3 separate regions of the Mus musculus genome follow, and all the other regions are linked to region 1. Evidence: chromatin contacts called from public promoter capture Hi-C data. All regions are on one chromosome and are shown on one strand. Each heading gives the region's core, a stretch centred on a gene start, on an enhancer-like site or on the middle of the called end of the contact. The rest is flanking DNA. Distances are from core to core; before and after follow the strand shown.

Region 1 (4,187 bases), core at 1,179-3,678:
TTCTCAATATGACTCTCGGATGTTAATAATTTAAAAATATTTTTCCCAACCTGTAGGCTGCCCTCTTCATTTTGTTCTTCACTTTGCTGCACAGAAGCACTTTAGTTTGATGCAGTCTCACTTGTGACCCGAGCTTTGGCTTTGGTGTGATTGTTACTACCTGAGGCAGTGTCAGAGAGCTCCCCGTTCCATGCGTTTCCTTCTGGGAGTTTTATGGCTGTAGATCTTATGTTTCCCCTTTAAAAATACATTTTGAGGGAAGTTTTTGTGCATGGCAAAAGATAAAGGCCCAGCAGTCACTCACATATGGGAACCTGGTTTTCCATCACTATTTACGCCCCCCCCCCCCCTTTTTTAATTTAAAGGAGCATGTCTCACTTAAGAAAGAAAATAAGGGCTGGAGAGATGGCTCAGTGGCTAAGAGCACTGACTGCTCTTCCAGAGGTCCTGAGTTCAATTAGCAACAACATTATGGCTCACAACCATCTGTAATGGGATCCAATCCCCTTATCTGGTATGTGTGGAGACAGCTACTTTACTCATATACATAAAATAAATAAATAAAATCTTAAAAAGAAAGAAAGAAAGAAAATAGTAGTTGGATGTAGTTATGCTCCCCTTAATCCCAACACTCTGGATAGAGAGGCAAGGTGGGTCTCTGTGAGTTTGAGGGTACCCTGGCCCACAGAGCAAGTTCCAGGACAGCCAGGGCTACACAGAGAAACCCTGTCTCAAAACAAATAAACAAAAGGCAACCAACTAAACAATAACCAAAAAAAAAAAAAAAAAAAAAAAACCAAATATGGTTGAGGTCCTGGGTAAACACAATCGCTAAATGTCTGGCTTTTACTGGGCTCTGATATTTTCAAATAGCACATATTTATTGATAGACACAAGTATTCATGGCATGTATATGATTTTATGAATTAAGTAGATTTAATTTTAATACTATAATGACAAGAAATCTCATCACTTCCTTCCCTCTCACAAAACCCATGTCGAGTGCACTAATGATCAGTTTTAAACAAGTCAACCATGTTTCTTTTAAAAAGACTTATCCCCTTGCCTGGTCTCAAAGATATTGAAAAGTGAGCACACGAAGCCTATAACTGGTGGGTGGGAATAAAGGCAATATACTACTACAGGAGACATCATCAGCTTGTTACAAATTTTCTTGTAATAACCCAGGGATAATCAAATATTGCAACATTTAAGTATGATTGAGCCAAGGGTATGATATCTACAATATGTAGGATTGCTATTTAGTTTTATAACTTAAAATGGTCTATGATAATGGTGGCAAAGAAGGTCTTTGCAATAAATAACTACTTATACACATACTTCATATGCATATATGTGTATTTATATCCACACTTTACAAATAGGACCATGTCTAGCACATGGAGGATTTTAGTAAATATTTGGGTGAATATCAATATGAGAACTAATAGGATCTTTTCTCCCCTTCTTTTTTTTTTTTTAACAATTTTTAATTTTATTCACCTTAGTGCTTAGATGAAATGTGGAAAATAGGTGTTGATTATCTTTCTACCTTTAATGAGTTCTGAGGAGCCTCAGACTGAGCTATCACCTCGGATCCGCACCCCTCTTCCCCCTCCACACACCCCCCCCCCCCCGCCTCCCTCCCTTCCCCTTTCTTACTTCTCCTCTATTCCTTTCGTTTTTCTTTTCTTTGAAGACGCGTCTTATGCATCCAGGCTGGCCTCTAACTCTTATGCAGCCGAGGATGACATTCCGATTATCCTGCCTCCATTTCTCAAGCCTGGGGATTACAGTCGGATACTACTTCGCCAAGATAGAGTTTATGTGCTACTGGGCATAGAACCCGGGACTTCCAGCATGTTAGTTAGGCACTCCAGCAACTTAAGCTACTTGCCTGGCCCTCACATATCTTAATGGCAAGCCTCAGTTTTAGAGACATTAATTTAGCTTAAGGCAGGGCTGGGAATTCACAGAGGAATTGTTTCCTGTAGAAGAGAAAGTCAGCATAGCAAGTACCAGCTCCAAGATAAATAAAGTTGTTTTCTATATACATTGTACAAAGAATTTGGGTGGTTAAGAGAGTGAAGCGAATCTATTAATAAACCATTAGGGATATCCCAAGGAATGTTAATTCAGGAGCATATTTCTGAAGTTATGTTTACTTAGGTTTTCCCTTTAAAAAACCTAACTAATCATTTTCCTTATCAATATTTGTCACTGGTTGTCATAAACTCATTATTAATGGGACAAGCTCTCATATGCTTCCAACCTTGCTCAATACAGGCCCCAAGTGTTCCTTTAAGCCCCAAGAGGGAACCGACTTTGGCTGAAGCCGGTGCCCAAAGCCACACCCACTGCCAGGCCTTGGGACTTGGGGCTGGCCCAGAGGAGCCTCTGCTCACACTGCGCGTTGGAATCCGGCGACCGGAGCTCTGGTGTCCCCCGCAAGAGGTGCGACTGCCCCGCCGGCCCGCTGATGGATCAACCAAGGCCACTCGGTGCGCACCACCGACGCGCTCTAGCTCATTTGCATATAGACGGGCGCGGCGCTGCGACAGGAGGGAGCGCGGGCGCGGCCCCGGGCCGTGGCGCGCGCGCGCCCTGACAGCTCGGCCCAGCTCGCTCACTCGCTCGTTCCCGGCTTCCGAGCACAGCATGGCGGTCAAGGTGACTCCAACTCTCTGCTGCTGCTTTTATTGCATAAGAGACGTTCCAAGGGCCCCGAGTGCAGCCCCCCGCCTCTTTCCGTTGCTTTCTTTGCCTGGTTCTTAGCCAGTGCGTCCCGGGGCTCTAGATTGCGGGTGGAGAGCTGTGCTGGGCTTGGACCGGAGCGAAGAGGATGCCCGGCTGGGGGAGGGGAAGGAGGAGGGATCGTGAGTTGGAGGGGCTCCTGAGGACCATGGTCGGGAGGAGGAAAAGAGTAGTGTTTTGTCCTAGGTACATGGGATTGCGAGCACAGAGTTGGAGAGCATCAGAGAGGGACTGAGAGTCAGCGGGCAGGAGAACCGGGGATACCCAGGGCATCCGCGGTGGGGGAGGGGGTGGGTGTTGTCATTTGGGGCCACAATACAGCCCAGGGCACTGGTTGACATTTGCCTGGCAGGTTGTCAGATGTCGAAAGTATCCGTATTGTGGCAGCTCTCAAGGTTTAGGTCAGATGGAGAAAGGGTCGCCAAGATGACGATGTACTGTTTCTGCTTTCCACAAGAAAGGCTGCTAGGCCCGGCTATTAATTTGGCTGTTTTACATCTCCTGTTGCTCCTCTCTTGAGGCTCTCAGGATTTGTAGCTTGGTGGTTGCTACTGTATTGCTAGTAGTTGTGGAATAAAGTAAACGATTACATTGGTTTCCCTTTCCAGTTCACAGGAAGTGCCGTCTGTAATTTGCTCTATCTTGCACTATTCACACCCTTTTCTCCCACCCCTTAGCCGTAGATCTCCGGTTTGACAGGTGTTATCAGCAATTAAGCTTTGGGTTTGTTTTTAGACTAAATGACCTTATGAAAGATAAATGAGTTGTTAGCAGATGTAAACTATAATCTAAAGAGATTATGTGGTTTCTAGCTAAGCATTAACCAGTCATTCCCCCCCCCCCCTCAGGTGCATACAACCAAACGAGGTGATCCTCATGAGCTGAGAAACATATTCCTCCAGGTAAGTGAAAGAATTTTACATCAGGGAAAGAATGGGAAGAACATGATCGTTATTCCTCTTTAAGCTCTCTAACTTTGAGAAATGCTCTTCTCACAAACATGAGTGGAGGATGTCCTTTGTACTTGGTTTGTTTTGGTTTTTTTTTGAGACAGATTTTCCTTGTGTAGCTCTGGCTGTCCTGGAACTTGCTTTGTAGACCAGGCTGTCCTGGAACTCGGAGGATCTACCTGCCTCTGCCTCCTGAGGGCTGCGATTGGCTCTATACCCGGCCGTTTGTACTCTTAGTAAGAACGGATTGGAAAATTTTTCTTTCTATTGGGGATTGATATGAGGTTTTCCTGGAGTTGCTCTTTTTGTTTGCATGACTTAGGATGACTTATAAAATTTTCCTTCTCATAAATGTCTATGACATTTGTTGCACAGATAATTTATGACTATTGTAGTTGCGCTTTCTCCTCCCACTTATTGCAACCATAGATGGGGATGGGGGTAGGGGTTGGTACAACATGTTTGCTTTAGATTCTTTTGTAA
Region 2 (4,187 bases), core at 803-3,302, 670 kb after region 1:
GTTTTTCCAGTAAACACAATCTTGAGGTTCACAGTGTGGTTAAATATCCTGCAATGTTTCCACATTTTCTAAATAAAAAGGAAAGATTTTTATCTCTACCACAGTAAAACTATTTCAACAGAGACAGTCATCCATCCCACAGTAACTGTCGTTATGTCCTCAGGAAGATCCACTGATGGAATGATCCCTCATCACTGCTGCCTTCATCATGTGTCCCTCGACATCATGTGTCCCTCGACATCAACATCATGGATGCATCACGGTTTTCAGTCTGCAGGGCTGCTGAATGATCTGTCATTTTTCAGCCAGTTTGCTGAGCTGTCCCAAGCAGAGGGATCAGCTTTCTCTCTGTGTTTCTGTCTTTCTGAGTACCCAGATCAAATCTTTAACACATTCCCTGACCTCCATTCTGATGTTAACAAATCTTTAAAGTACACAGGTTGGCCCAATTCAGCAGGGCTTTTTTTTTTTTTTTTTTTCCCTGCAATCCAGTGTCTGCCAGCTGATCTTATTTCCCACTCTGTTTATCCAGGTACAATTAGATCTTTATGAATCTACACATAAACTGCACATGTAGGCATTGCATACCCAGCTCCACCCCAGGAACCAGGCTTCATACTCACTGTCCAAGGGCTGTCTATCCTCATCATCAATTTCAATACATAACACAGATTCACAATTAAGCACAATCTCTTTCTTCCTCTGTCTCTTGTATCTCGAGCCTGTGTATTATTGTAGCTATGTTTCTTGTTGTACAACTATTTTCTTTCAATGTTTTTTGAGAGAAAAAATATAAAGACCACAGCTGAAAGTAGGGAGGGGTTTACTCCAGTGGTTAAAATTGCAATGAGTGCTGCAAGTCCTACCCTTGCTCTCAAGGGATCTGACATGGAGTTTCCCACTTTTTTTTAATGCAGGAAGAGTCTGTCTATAAAACTAAAATTGTCTTTGGGGGTGGCTTACTGTTATTCTCCGTCTCAGAGAGTCCTGTGTCTTCTCTTGCTCTGGGCTTGGGGCTCCTACCAGTTCAGACTTTTCCAGGTCTCTCTGGGCATCCGGATAAACTCAAACAATGGATGCTTCCTCTGGAGACTATCCTGGGCCAATTTTTCCTCTGCAACTTTCTGTCAGATGCCCTCTGTGACATTTCTGTCCAATGTCCACTGCTTTCTGCAACGTTGGTGGCCTTTGTCCTTCTCCAGTTAGGTTGGGTTCTCCTTCTAACCACGTTGGTTGGAAGATGTAAAAGTATCTTTTATTAGGTGTTGTAACTGTCATCTTGGAGGTTTACTGCCTCTGACTGATAACCCAGGCCTAGTCCTGGAAGCTTCAGGCCTCTGGGCAATCTTATGTAGGCCTAGAATGTTTTCAGCCTCTGAGACTCACTGCTGAATAAACTCAACTGTTCTGGCTCAAAACTCTTCTCCAAGATGAATAATTCCATCTGGCTTCTCTCAGCTTCTCACTGAATTGCTCTGTTTGACCTCATTCCAACCCTGGCAGTCTGTTCTAATCTTCTGGCTCCTTCTCATTCTCTGGCTCACTCTGCCTTCACCTGTGTCTAGCTTGGTCTCTTTCTGCAACCTGTCCCAGTAAAACCGCCTCTGCCTCTTCTGCCGCCCTCTCTTCAGTAGCCTCACTTTGCTCTCTGTTCCACTGAGAGCTGGTCACATCCTATTCTGTCAAATGTTTCTCTGACTTGTCACTTTGTCTGCCTCTCGATTAGACATTGAGAGACCAGATCTTGGGTTCAGACTCCATCTTAGAGAACCTGACTTAAAGGTTAAACTCCAGTTAACTAACAAGCTAGCACCTAGCACCGGTTTCCAGGTTACTCTCGCTAACAAACCTGCCCCTGGTGCTTCACTTCCTGACAACCACCAATGAGGAGGAAAGAACAAGTTTGTGGTTTGGCTTCCAGCACCAGCCAATTAATTATGTTAAGGTCAACAAAATTCCATAAGGCAGCCCCTCCCCCCCCATCAAATGTGTGCCAGGCTTGAAACCCCCTTGTTTGCTTACCTCTACAAATAAGTACTTAAGCTCGGCTACACCCTCCCATTCTGCTGCTCCAGAGACGGCAGCACGGCCCACACTCACGCTTGAGCACCGCGTCAGCTCCTTGGTGATCTTCTGATCTTTTTGAGGTTCACGAGAAGGGCACAACATCACTTTCAAACGTGGCTGTTTCCTTCTACAAATTTTTATCTCCATTGGGATTACAGGTGTATACTAAGGGTATTGCAGCTAGAGGGCTTAAAGGTGTGTGCTAAAGCTAAGCCACACCATAACTAGCAACAGGTTTTTCCAATAAAGAACACAATCTCAGGGTTCACAGTGTGATCCCTGCATCAGAGATGCACAGCAATCCCAGGGTGGCAGCAGCGCCCTAGGATCAGGAGGCCAGGTGGATCGGCGCCTTATGGAAGATGACTGTGGAAAATGAGGCTGGGGAGGGGGCTAATGGGATGGGGCCTGGCATCCAGGCTTTCTTTCTTACCCAGCACTGCTCTTTTGATCAAACAATAGTTGACCTTGCCAGCATTTCTATTCTAGTATCCCCTTAGCCATCCAAGAATAACCTAGAACAGTGTTGTGCCTTCAAAGAGGTCACTGGCTCACTGGGAGAGCACTTCTTTATATCATGATAACCCTTTAGTGCTGTCTTAGGGGTTTCATTGCTGAGAAGAGACATGATCATGACAACTCTCATAAAGGAAGACACTTCACTGGGGCTGGCTTACAGTTTCAGAGGCTTAGTAGGTTTAACAATGGCAGGAAGCATGGCAGCATGCAGGCAGGCATGGTACCCAGAGGAGGCAAGAGTTCTACATCTTGATCTAAGGCAGCAGGACACTGTGTACCACTCTGGGAGTAACTTGAGCATAGGAGACCTCAAAGCCCTCACTCATAGTGACACACTTTCTCCAAAAGGCCATACCTCCTAATAGTGGCACTCCCTATGGGCCAAGTATTTAAACACATGATTGGGGGGGGGGGGTCATACCTATTCAAACCACGGGTATCTTACTGGGTTGTAAAAGCTTGTGGAAATCCAGTGAAGACAGACTGAAGGGGTTTAAATAAAGGCAGGCACTCTGTATGAGTGTGAAAATAACTTCCAGGAGCCATAAAGTGCTTAGAGGAAATTGCCAGTACAAGGGAAGGCCCCTAAGCCCCACAAACCATAAGGCTGTTACCACTACTGTTGGTGCACACCACACTAGGCAGCTAAGTCCTTATTGGAAACGCTGCCGAAGGACATAGAGAAATAAGGCTGTAACTGAGCTGGGAGCCCCCTCTCTGTGGCAGGGCTGCTGGGAGAGAGTTGTCCCTAAGAGTCCTGCTTTGCTATATATGCTGAACTGGACTACCATGCAGGGCAAGTGTGCCTACTGGTGTAACAGCTGCACGACTGTTGGGATGGTGAGACTAACTCCCTTCTCATTGGACTTAAGGTCTTCCTTAGAGGAGGAAGTCACATCAGATACATCAAATTGCCTCTATTGGTTTTTCCATCCATAGATAACTACAATCTGTCAGCTGCTCACAGAAGGAGACTTAGTACAAGGTGTACTGGCTAGTTTTGTGTCAACTTGACACAGCTGGAGTTATCACAGAGAAAGGAGCTTCAGTTGAGGAAATGCCTCCATGAGATACAACTACTGTCAGGCATTTTCTCAATTAGTGATCAAGGGGGGAAAGGCCCCTTGTGGGTGGGACCATCTCTGGGCTGGTAGTCTTGGTTCTATAAGAGAGCAGGCTGAGCAAGCCAGGGGAAGCAAGCCAGTAAAGAACATCCCTCCGTGGCCTCTGCATCAGCTCCTGCTCCCTGACCTGCTTGAGTTAGAGTCCTGACTTCTTTCAGTGATGAACAGCAATGTGGAAATGTAAGCTGAATAAACCCTTTCCTTCCCAACTTGCTTCTTGGTCATGATGTTTTGTCCAGGAATAGAAACCCTGACTAAGACACAAGGGGTGGTGTACTCTAGACTCAACTGGTTAAACTCCTCTAACCAGAGACTTGCTGTGGCACAGTGGCCTAATACTCAGTCACAGGTGAAGGAAAATAACCAAACATATATACTGCCTTCCTCTGGACTCAGGAAACACAGTGGAAATGGGAGCAGAGAGAACCTAAGGGCTGCGGAAGGGGTGGAGGGTTCCGTGTTACATGGTGATTGTCA
Region 3 (4,187 bases), core at 828-3,327, 630 kb after region 1:
AAGAAATAAAATATTATTAGCTATGTCAGTAGTTATATTTCTCTTAAAAGAGCAAAGTTATTTTCATATCCTATCACTGATAAGAACTAATTGAGGACTTACTGTGTGTTGTCATATGATGTTTATGTTCATTGTTATAACCCAGATTGGTTAGAAATTGAGAAGAGAAATAAATAAATGAAAAGTTAGTAATGTTAATGAATAATCTCTGAACCAGATTGCGATCCCTGAATAACAGGACATATGTTCTATCTCCTTCCCATTAATTTTTTATTTACCTCTAGACTGTTTATTTGTACTTATGGCCTCTTTTTAAAAATACATTTTTAAAGATTGTGTATATGTATGTATGTATGTATGTGCTCTGTCCGAATGTATACCTGCACTCCAGAAGAGGGCATCAGATCTCATGATGGTTATAAGCCATCCTATGGTTGGTGGGGATTGAACTCAGGACCTCTGGAATAATTAGTCATTGAACCATCTCTCTAGCCCCTTTAAATACATTGACATTTTTTTGTTTGTTTGTTTTTGTGAGGTTCTGGGGAATCTGACCAAAAGGCTCACGAGTCTTATACAAGTGCTCCACTCCTAAAAGGAACATGATTACAATCAGAATAAGCTTAATGTATTTTAGGCTGAGAAAGGCTGATCACAAGTTCCTTTCGTGGCTGTGGAGGTTACTCATCAGGTTAACACACTTGCAGCAAGCCTGACAGACTGAGCTGTATCCCTGGGACCTAGTCTTCTGACCAACCCCACACATGCACTTTGCACATGCCCCCAACTGTTAATGCAAGGCTTGCTCTGTAACCTAAGTTTCTTTCGAACTTGCAATCCCCTTCCCCCATACACACATACTCTGAGATTACAGGTCTACAACCAGCCTATATTCTGTAATAGACATAATATCCACTAGTTTGTAGACTCTCAACTCTTTGGAAAATTGTTTTAGATACATCAATGGGAAGTGCTATTAAATTTGTATTTATTAATGTAACAGGTAGAAATTTCAAGTTTCTTTTTGCTTTTACATTGTCATCTTTTATTTCAAAATACCAACAGTTTTAAGAAAGTATCACTTCATATTAAAATTTCCCTTGCCTTTTATAAGCTTATCTAAAATATTGTTGGATGATAAAACATATGTTTAAAATCTATCTCAAACTTTGATTAGATGGGGCTTGGGTTTTGCTTTGTTTTGTTTTTAGTTCATTTATTTAAAAGAATCTTAGTGTGTATACTAGTATATTTTGATCACCATGCTAGATAGTAAGAATAAAATAGAATGTGTGTGTGTAATATGTATACTGTCTATTTTAATGAAAAGATTAGCCTAACCAAACTCATTCTGGTGTAGTTTTATAGGAAAGGTATTTTTCAGTAAGGACAAGATACTATGAAATACTGTGTAACCACATACTTCCTCTTATCTGGAGGTTTAGGGAACACTTCCTTTAAAGACTGTATGAAGTGAGACCTGTAGGATGTTTTGTTTCACCAGAGTGGGACCCATGGGGCTAGAGAGATGACTCTGCTGTTGAGAACACTTGGCTACTCTTCCCGAGGACCTAAAGCCCAAGGTTTGGTTCCCAGCATGCAGGTGATGGCTCACAGCTTTCGGTAACTCCAGTTCTAGGTGAACTGATAGCCTCATCTGGCCTTTAGAGGCACCAAACACACTTGTGATGCACATGAATACATAGGCAACACACTCAGTTGGTTGTGTTGGTGCACACCTTTAATCCCAGCATTCAGAAGCAGAAGCAGACGGATCACTTTGAGTTCCAGGCCAGTCAGGGCTACACAGTGAGCTCCTGTCTAAAAAGAGAATGAACAAACAACTTTCATACACAAAACAATTAAGTATATGCTTAAAATTTTTTAAAAGAGTGGGGCCAACAGAATAGAGTTTTATACTATGTGATCCTTTTGATATATTTTTAGTTGTGGAAAATAATGGAAGATTAATGTGGTTTCATTTGTTCCTTTTTACACAGGCAACAAGAATGGGTGAATCAACAAAGGGAAGACATTGAACGGCAAAGAAAACTTCTAGGCAAACGCAAACCTCCCACAGCTAATAATTCTCAGGCACCTGCTACCAATTCTGAAGCCAAGCAAAGAAAGACCAAGGCAGTCAATGGAGCGGAAAACGATCCCTTTGTTAGGCCAAATTTACCACAACTGTAAGCTTCTTTTAAAATTTTCACTTACATTGTTAGCAGTGAGCGAGAATGCTAATAATAATGTTATTCATAATTGATATAGCAAAAACAAAAGTACATATAGCCAGGAAATATGTTAACTGAAAAGTTATCTCTGACATAATCTCCAAGCCTGAATGTTTTCAGTGGATTTTGAGTGGGATTTACCCCCTTTCGTATCTGAATCAGTTGCCTATACCACTGCAGTGTTCAAATTAATATTGTTGGCGGTTTATTTTCTGAATGTATAAATGTACTTCACAGGTAGTTTCAGACAGTTGTTTCTTTTTTCTGTTTTGTTTTCTAAATTTTCTATGTCAATTGCTCTTTGTAATTCAAAGAACAAAGATGCTTAGATAATAGTTACATGTTTATAGAAGATTTGGGAAGTTGTACAAAGATTTATGTGAATAAAGATGTAGATACCCTTGGACGTTCTATATAGACACATTTGTGTCTCCTTATTGAGAAAAGGTTCTTTGACCCTCATTCCTGCCATGTCAGGGACTTTTAAAGCAGTGAGCAGGAAGCAGAGCTCTCATACATTACAAACACAGCTCCATTTGTCCCTCTACACACATACTGCCTAGGTCTTGTGTTTTCTGCACTATTATACCCCAGTCTCTGGCATATTATTCATTCATTAGTCTTCCTTTTTCCTTTCTCTCCCCTCGGTTCCATTTTTATCAAATCTTTTGCCGGGGTGATCTTTAATTTCTGGATTCAAGCAGTCCTCCTGTCTCAGGCTTCCAAAAATCTGACACTACATGAACAGACCAACATGGCCACTTCTTCAAATTCTATCTCAGAATCACTTCTTCAAGTCATTTCTAATTTTGTTCTAAATTCAATTAGAATACCCAACTGTTGGTTTAAAAAGCACTAAGGTTCTATATTCAGCAACACAGTGGCTATCTTAAAAGTGCTGGGCTTTAACTCTATACCTAATGACACTAGTCCTTTAACACCTGGTCTTTTAGTTCTTCTCTTGAGACACCTGGTCCTTTAACCCCGCCCCTATTGATACCTGGTCCTTTAACTCTGCCACTGTAGACACCTAGACCTTTAACTCCTCCCCTGTTGATACCTGGTCCTTTAACTCCGCCCTATTGATACCTAGTCCTTTAACTCTGCTTGTACAGATACCTAGTCCTTTAGTTCTACTCTATAAATAACCTAGTTCTTTATTTACCTCTGCCTCTATAGACGCCTAGTCTTTTAACTCTACCTCTATAGATACCCGGACCTTTAATTCTTTAGCAGTATTTTATAGTTCTTCACATAAAAGTCTTTAACCTCTTGATTTAAATTTATTACTTGATTTTTCTCATTTGGCTTCTGTTGAATGCTGTGGAAATGGGAATTGTTTGTTAATCCTCTGTGGCTGTTTGTAGTCTTGTGTTGTCTCATGCCTTAGAGCATTCCAGAATTTATTTAACAGGTTTTTATCCTTGTGCTTTTCTTTAGGATTTTTTTTAACATGTAGAGTTGTATTATCTGTGAAGATACTTTTATTCTTTCTGTACACTTAGGATACGTTTTTCTGCTCTCACTTTCAGTGTAGTTGTGAGAAGTAGTGAAAACAGCACCCTGACCTATCCTGATCATAGGGAGAATTTTTCTTTCACATTAAAAATGTTTTCCTTATAATACTTGTTTGGAGCTTCTGATTAAATATTCAGTAGAAGTTTCCTGAGCTGTAATAATCCAATGAGCTATGCTTTGTGGCCCTCCACAGTCTGATACTGTAACTTGTTCTCTGTCACTTTGAAGTTTTAGGTGTGTTTTCTTACTTGTCAGGTGTCTTTTAAACTGGCTTAAAACCTAGTTTCTGTTGTTTCTGCTATGTAATCCTAATACTCTTCAATTATTATTAAGTGTTTTTAATCCCAGCACCTAGGAGGCAGAGGCCAGTGGTCTCTTAGAGCATCCTGGCTTATTAGGCCTATACAGTGATACCTGGGCTAAACAAACTAAGGA

The links. Promoter capture Hi-C pulls out the DNA fragments that hold promoters and counts their contacts.
Region 2: a contact with region 1 is called in a promoter capture Hi-C map of the C10 cell line, with 4 times the contacts expected there. The contact joins the enhancer-like site here to the promoter of Slc25a12 in region 1. A contact is called at or near these places in 11 of 39 promoter capture datasets (the 3T3-L1 cell line, the C10 cell line, the HPC-7 cell line and 7 more), 1 of 15 datasets of contacts at CTCF or cohesin (large pre-B cells) and 7 of 115 datasets of contacts at active chromatin or transcription factors (T-cell acute lymphoblastic leukemia, embryonic stem cells, epiblast stem cells and 3 more).
Region 3: a promoter capture Hi-C map of pre-B cells shows a contact between it and region 1, with 2.5 times the contacts expected there. The contact joins the enhancer-like site here to the promoter of Slc25a12 in region 1. A contact is called at or near these places in 4 of 39 promoter capture datasets (the C10 cell line, liver and pre-B cells).

Annotation. Positions count from the first base shown.
Region 1 is chr2:71,365,996-71,370,182 of GRCm38.p6, reverse strand. It overlaps Slc25a12 (solute carrier family 25 (mitochondrial carrier, Aralar), member 12), which reads left to right and starts at 2,428. Exons shown (of 18, transcript NM_172436.4): 1 at 2,428-2,670; 2 at 3,603-3,656. The coding sequence starts at 2,659.
Region 2 is chr2:70,693,711-70,697,897 of GRCm38.p6, reverse strand. No RefSeq gene overlaps it. Among named protein-coding and RNA genes, the nearest start is that of Gm38528, 8.5 kb to the left of the region's middle. Within about 2 kb of position 2,052, at least 8 of the 459 cell types and tissues checked have an H3K27ac peak or open chromatin away from gene starts, as enhancers often do.
Region 3 is chr2:70,740,056-70,744,242 of GRCm38.p6, reverse strand. Tlk1 (tousled-like kinase 1) reads left to right here. Exons shown (of 20, transcript NM_172664.3): 11 at 2,001-2,189. Among named protein-coding and RNA genes, the nearest start is that of Gm38528, 38 kb to the right of the region's middle. Within about 2 kb of position 2,077, at least 22 of the 459 cell types and tissues checked have an H3K27ac peak or open chromatin away from gene starts, as enhancers often do. A contact at or near this core is called in pre-B cells, where this site is marked.